Regions from separate parts of the Mus musculus genome. Here region 2 is linked to region 1. Evidence: chromatin contacts called from public Hi-C data. All regions are on one chromosome and are shown on one strand. The core of a region is the stretch at or near the end of the contact, and the rest is flanking DNA. Distances in the headings are between cores, read along the strand shown. Region 1 overlaps Cd200r4 (CD200 receptor 4). Region 2 holds the start of Ccdc80 (coiled-coil domain containing 80).

Region 1 (3,775 bases), core at 993-3,492:
CAGCTGCACCAATTGCTCTTCTACAAGTAGAACAGGAAGGTTCCCTGCCCCCGACATCCACTGGCTTTTATTTTCTTAATATTAGCCATTCTGCATGGATTAAGGTTAAAAATCTCAAAGTAGTTTTAATTTGCACTACCTTAATGGTTGAGGATGGCACACAGTTTTTAAATTATTTATTATCCATTTGAATTTCTTCTGAGAACCCTCTATTCAGTTCCATTGCTCATTTTTCAATTTTGTTGTTTAGGCTTTTGTAATGCCATGTATATTCTAAATATTAATCCTCTGTCAGATCTGTAGATAGTAAAGATTTTTCCCCAATCTATAGGCTGCCTCTTCAGTCACTTAACAGTTTTCCTTTGCAGTATAGAAACTTTATAATATCATGTAGTCCCACTTCCTGAGTTTTTATCTTATTTCCTGAGCAACCAGAGTCCTATTCAAAAGTTTTTACCTGAGCATATTCTCTACAGTGTACTCAGTATATTTGGGGCTCTTTCTTGTGGAAGCTTAGAGTTACAGATCTAACACTGAGATCTTTAATCCATTTGGAATTTATTTCCATGCAAAGAGAAGACTCAAGTTTCATTCTTCTACATGTTAATATCCAGTTCCCCAACACTATCTTTTCAGATGCTATGTATTCTTCAGTGAATATTTTCAGAATATAATGAAAAATTGGGTGACTACAGGTACATGGATTTTTATCTGGGCCCTCAATCCTGTTGCATTGATCGATATTGTTTGTATCTGTAATGTTATCATTCTGATTTTGCTGTTTTGCCTGCATAATACAACTTGAAATTGGATCTGATGCCCTGTCCAGTGACATTTTGTTGTCAGTGTGGTTTTAAATGATTTACAAGCCATCAAATGGTGCTAAGTGAGGATGAAATGCTCTAAAACATCTGAAGAATCAGAATGGTTACACAACACTTGCTGCGAGTCGGGGAGAAGTGGGTTTAGGATATTGCATGGTGGCCTACTAGATGAAACAGGTTAGTAGAAGAGGACTTTTTGGGGGAAAGGAGCAACTTAAAAAGACATCTGAGAATGAATTAACCTGAATCCTCTTTGGAACATTAAAAGGGAAATATGGATATCAGATCTATGATCATCAGAACCTATTTCCAAGTTGTAAGACAGCCAAGACTATCTATGTATAGAGACAATATATCAAAAAATACAAAAAAAAATTTTAAAAAGAAAATTATATATGGCCTTTGTTTTCCATCTACTGAAACATAGCTCCTAAAAGAATTGCCAACAAAATAAAAAATCTTTAGCATGCCAATGACTGGTGTCTAGGAGCTCTTAGAGATCTTCATGGTGGGGGTAGTCCCAGAAAGGCTAAATTGTAATTAGAGAGTTAGTACTTGGGACTCTATACTAACACAATCATTCCCACTTAATCTTGTGTGAAGAAAGAATGGCTGGAGATTGAGTTAATCACCAATGATCAAGGATTTGCCCTCAAAACTACATAACAAAATCTTAATATAAATCCTAAATGGTACAGTTTGAGGAGCTTCTGTATGTAGATAACATGAAGGAACTGGGAGCACAAAAATCTTTCAGATGGTATGACGCTCTATACTCCTTCCTCCATAAAGGGTCCTAAGAATCTCTTCAATTTATCTATCTCTGTGTTGGAGTCTTTATATTAAACCAGCATAGTAAACAAGGTGTCTTCTTCAGTTTTATGAACCATTTTAGAAAATCATTGAACCTGATAAGTGAATTATGGAAACATCCAAAATTTATAGCTAGTTGATAAGAAGTGCAAGTGATAACAAAAACTTGTTATAAGTGCTGAAGTGGGTTTCTTTTCCTAGTTAACTCTCAACTTCACAGAGCTTAGAGCCACCTTAGAGGCCAACACAGTATGGGCAGCACCACCGCTGTCCAGGTGACACAGGTTAGCAGGAGTCTGCTGAGCTAGAAAACAGCTTCATGTTTTCTGCTTCATTCTTTGTCCTGAATTTACTCCTTCTTCCCCTAAACAGATTTGTCTACTCTATTTGTCACACAAAGAATGAAGGTAAAACCTTTATCTTTCATGGAAGAATAAGGTAAATATCAATTATTCCTTCTTTTTACAAAAGTACTCACCTTGACTCAGTTCTATGGACAGAGACTGATTACCAGTCGAATGAGAGACTAAGCAGGACACAACAGACACATTGTTCTGCTCCCAGTGGCACGTGCTCCTGACAGTCACAGTGCCATTGCTGTGTGACTCACTCTTAGTGACACAGTCCCCATCTGGAGTCCAAGAGATCTGTGCAGCAGGCTTGCCTGCCATTGCCTCACAGACTGCAGTTCTGTTTTTCCCTGGAAAGTAGGTTACCTCAGGGGGCACTGGAGAGATGGGAAGGAAATAGAGCTTCAGTCTTGTCACAATCACAAGGACATTTTTTCTAACTAAAATTGGTAATGTGAAATAGCACAATATGTGACATTGTCACTTACCCAGCACTTGGAGGTCATAGACTTTTTCTAAATTCCCTTCAGGTGTTACTATCTCACATGTGTAAGTCCCCTCATGCTGGAGGGCCACTGCACTGATCTGAAGTTCAGGACTGTGGTCAGGTGTGGAGGCCCAGGTGATGTTCCTGCCCAAGCAGCTGGTTTCATTGGTCTTTTTATCTAGGTTGTATGCTATTGTGCAGGAAGGCAGGTGTCTGTGTTTTATTATCCATGTGATTAATACTGCATTTATCAGTGGACTAGAAAAGCAGCAGAGCAGAGCCTTTTTATCCATCTGTACAGACATTGTAGTGTTAACTGGATACACAGAGAGAAAGGACGAGAAAAAGAAACCTTGTGAGTTAGGTCTATCCACAGTAACTTATATGAAGTTACACTAGAACAATGCTTGACTAATGGAAGTATTACAGCAATAGTAGATTTGTCTCACATTTCTTTATTTCTGTATGTTCAAACTATCAGAATTAAATATGTTATTCATCTTCTAAAGTAAAGGTTCGAGCATGTGGGCTACGCACATCTTGCACCATAAATCCTCACATTGCTTGGACACTGACATAAATCATCCCTGATGGATACAAGTGTGCTAAGTGGTGATAACTCGACAAACTTATCTGTCACAATCACTTGTGACTAAAGTCAGCCATGTCATCACTTTAACAGGAGCAGAACTTGATGGGAATAAACCATGCTTATGATAAACACTGCATTAACATCTCTACTTCCTGATTTCAATATCACTTGTCTCTTTGGGGAACTCAAGTCCTCACAAGTCAAATCCAAATAAAGCTCAACTAATCCAAGAAAGAAATTCTTAACACAGACCTACCACAGTCTTTTCATCACTCACTCTGAGGTGGTAAAAGTTTAGAGGCAAGGGTTCAGGGTCCCTCACACCATAACACTACATCACCAGACTCTGCTACTCCTCCTAAATCTGTCCAGTAGCCAAGGCATTAGTTACTGTTTCTAAGCAAGGTCAACTCTCCATTCCCACATAATAAGCAAGAATGTTACCTTGTGTCAGAGAAGATGAACTGTCATTCTGTATTGTTTGATTCTCATCAGTACAACTTGACCCTAGAAAGTATTTAAATACAAGTGCTTAAATATTTAAATGATTGTAAGCAGGAATTCAAATTTTATCATCACTGATATGTCAACATCTTCAAAATTACATTTGTAAGATACTAATCAGTCGTTTCCCATTCATGAGTAACTTTATTTTGCCAAATAGTTTACAGTAGCCATGCCTTACTTCTTCAAGCCCCTTACCAGGTCC
Region 2 (3,419 bases), core at 567-3,066, 260 kb before region 1:
GGGTCCTCTTTCCTCTTATCACCGCCCAGGCCTGTACCTCCTGCTCCTCCACCGCCCTCGTTTCCTTCCTGGACTACATGGCCCTCTATGCCCGAGGCCTTACACTTTTGGACAAAACCCTTCTGCCTGATTTTCTCGATCCTGCGGATGGGACCTTGATCAATGACCTCATACATGGCTTCCAGCCTGACCGGGTAAGGGTAGCGCTCCTCCACCTGCAGAGTCTTTTTTAACAGCACCATGCTAAACTTGCCCTTCTCCAGTTTCAAGAAGCTCATCAGCTTTGGGATGAGATTGGGGTCCAGAGGCTGCTCCAGGATCTGCCCTTCATTGGTGATCCTCCGTACCTTGCCCCCTTCCTCGCCTGCCTGGTGGAAGAGCACAATCTGTTGGATGTGCCTTTCTGCCAGCTCACAATACACGTCGTCCTTCAGGAGGCTCATCATGAGGCGGTAGTAGCCCTCTGAGGCGTGAGGGGCTGAGATGACCCATACCCTGTTCTTTCCTGCAAAGCTGGCCAGGATATTGGGAGAGCTAGATCCAGAGGGGAATCGCAACATTCTTGTCCGAGCAGAAGACCCCTCATCTCGGACCATCTCACGCGCCGAGCTCCTAGCTATGGGTCTCACCTCAGGTCTGACTGGAACTCCATTGATACCTGAGGGGGGTGGTCTCATGGTCGGGTGAGCTAATCTCAACACTGGTACACTCTTCCTCCTTTGGAAAGGCTGAGGATTTGGTTCTTCCTGGGTGGATTTCTCAACTCCACCAGACCTCCCGGTGTGCCTCAGATACCGAGCTGACCTACTGCTGATTGGAGAAACCAAAGGTACTTTCCGTCCAGTGTGGCTGTCGCTATCCAAGGCAGGAGAATGAGATGCTGAGCCACACACCAGCCACATGGCCAAGAGCGTGGTGAAGTGGGGTCCCATTTTCCACATCATTGTATTATCCACTTGGGGACGCAGAGGGGGTATAATACAAAAATGAAAATAACATAAAATGAGAAGGGAGAAAAAGAAAAGAAAAAAAGTCATTAATTGCAAGCAGAGCTGGGCATGATCTCTTTCTCTAACTTGGCCAAAAAGAAAGGGCAGGAGATAGTTAAAGAAGAAAAAGGAGGGCAAGCAGAGGAGGGCAAACAGAGAGAGGGCTTCTCTTAAACTGCTGCGATTGTCAGTGCTTAGCAGAGTCAGTCTTTAAGCAGGAAATCCAGCTTTGATTTACAGGCGGCAGGCATGAGGCACGCCTGCTCTGCCTCAGCTGTGCCCAGATGCACCAGAGACTGTGTAAACTGAGCATGCTAATTATGAATTCTAACTGTGAATGTGCATTCACACTTCATGTCTTCAAACAAGCAACAAGGAAACAAACACCAGAGAGCAAGGTTGGCACACTTACACAGTGGTTCATGGAGATGCTTGCAGAGGCTTTCCAGAGAAACGTGAAGGTTGGTCCCCAGGACAGTTTCCTAGGTGAGATCGGTTCCTTCCTGCTCTCTGTCTCCTTGTCTGTCTGCAAAGCAGCCCCAGGGAGCCCAGCCTGGGCCGATTCCTTTTGCTGGCTGTGTCTTTTACCTTCTGGTCCAGTGGGAGGAGGTGAACGCTGCTGTCCTTGGGACCGTTTGTATCTCCATTTGTCTGCAGTTTCTCCTGGGTCTGTGTGTGCCGGTCCTTGGTTGCCACAGGGATCTTCCTGAAAGTGAAGTCCTAGTGATTTCTGAATCTCGCTCTTCCCTTCTGTGGAGTTTTCCCAGAACTTCTTATCACCCTTCCCCTCCTGCAGTCTGGCCGAGTCCCTTTGTTTCCGAGCGTAAAAAAAAAAAAAAAAAAAAAAAAAAAAAAAAAACACCAGGATTAATATGTTTTCCAGGCTGAGGGAAAACAGAGAAGCCTGAATGTGAAAAGGGACAATTTCCCCCTTCCCTTCCGTCTCTCCTCCCTTTATTTCCCCCCACCTTCTCTTCTCCCTTTTCTCCCCCTTCTCCTTCTATTTTTTCCTCATCTGGATTCCATCCCAGAAATGTCAGGGCTACTTCAGGTTTGCTCCAAACCAAACTCAAACAACAGCACTGGAAATCAAGAAAACTTCACTAAGAATTTAACAGATCAGCAAAACACGCCTCCTTCCCCTCTCAGTACATGGAGAGTCTGTGAACCTGGAGAGGAAGGAGAGGGCTGTGCTTGGGCTGGGAAAAGTTTTGAAACTCTACACATCATTGTAAATCACCTCAGAATAGGATGACTGAGGACTTAACCCCTTCCATACCGAGCCATGGGGCGGGACCTTCCCCCTCCTGTGGATTCTCACACTACAGTTTGAGAAGGGGAAAGTCCTCAGGTTGCTCCATCTGACTGGGTTCCCTAGAGACAGCTGCTCACTTGGGCCACAGATATTGGCATTGCATTTCGAGACAGTATGCATCTATTTATAGTTCCACGTGTATATTTTTATCTCTTTCTGCCTGCTTTATGCTTTGAGTTCTGGGTTGGAAAAGCCCATGGAAAACATGACTAAGTTGTTTTTATATTATGCTAATTGGGGCTCAAGTTACTGTGTTCTCGGTCCTTATTTCTCCTTGGGATGGGGGTGAAGCTGGTAAAAGGTTAGCAATGCAGGCAAAGGCTGCTGTCTCCTGAGACTGCAGTTGGACATTACATCAGGGAATGGGCATTCTGGCTCCCAGCTTCTCTAGAAATGGTGAGCTCTCTCTCTCTCTCTCTCTCTCTCTCTCTCTCTCTCTCTCTCTCTCTGTGTGTGTGTGTGTGTGTGTGTGTGTGTGTGTGTTACAATATTCAGCTCTCCAGATGCTTTAAGAACCTAAAATGCTTAGTCAGTCCCTAGAAGTAGATGTATGCTTGGCTGGGAAGGTGCCTCAGCTGGTAAAGTCTTTGCTTCTCGCAGTATGAGAGCCTGAATTCAGATCCCCAGCATTTACAGAAAAACTGGGTACTGAGGCTGTAACTCTGGCACTGAGGGAAAAGGAGCAGAGGCAGGTGGGTCACTGGAACTCACTCCTCAGCCTTTCTAGCTGATACAACCAGCTCTAGGCTCAATGGGAGCCCCTGTCTCAAAAAAGTAAGGTGGAGGCGCTAGTCGGACTCACTGGTTAAGAGCATCAGTTGCTCTTGAAGAAGACTTGGGTTTGATTTCCAGCACCACATGGTGGCTCACAATCATCTGCAGCTACAGTTCCAGGCAATATGGACCGTTCTGACTTCTGCAGTCACCAGACATTGCCTGTGTGTGTGTGTTCATGAGCACACACACACACACACACACACACACACACACACACACACACACACACAAAGGAAAGGCTTTCATACACATTAAATAAATAAGGTAGAGAGTGGCTGAGGAATATAACTGACATCAGCATCTTAACTCCACTCCCTGCAATGTGTGCACGCATATGA

The links. Hi-C and Micro-C count contacts between places; a contact is called where the count stands out from the background.
Region 2: a Hi-C map of bone marrow-derived macrophages shows a contact between it and region 1, with 25 read pairs. The contact joins the promoter of Ccdc80 here to the enhancer-like site in region 1. A contact is called at or near these places in 8 of 39 promoter capture datasets (the HPC-7 cell line, embryonic stem cells, hippocampal neurons and 3 more), 2 of 484 Hi-C or Micro-C datasets (both in bone marrow-derived macrophages), 1 of 115 datasets of contacts at active chromatin or transcription factors (bone marrow-derived macrophages) and 4 of 9 other capture datasets (adipose tissue, embryonic stem cells, liver and 1 more).

Annotation. Positions count from the first base shown.
Region 1 is chr16:44,831,873-44,835,647 of GRCm38.p6, reverse strand. It overlaps Cd200r4 (CD200 receptor 4), which reads right to left. Exons shown (of 6, transcript NM_207244.2): 2 at 3,511-3,573; 3 at 2,476-2,790; 4 at 2,116-2,364. Among named protein-coding and RNA genes, the nearest start is that of Cd200r4, 13 kb to the right of the region's middle. Within about 2 kb of position 2,242, at least 8 of the 459 cell types and tissues checked have an H3K27ac peak or open chromatin away from gene starts, as enhancers often do. A contact at or near this core is called in bone marrow-derived macrophages, where this site is marked.
Region 2 is chr16:45,092,408-45,095,826 of GRCm38.p6, reverse strand. It overlaps Ccdc80 (coiled-coil domain containing 80), which reads right to left and starts at 1,816. Exons shown (of 8, transcript NM_026439.3): 1 at 1,402-1,816; 2 at 1-955. The coding sequence starts at 944.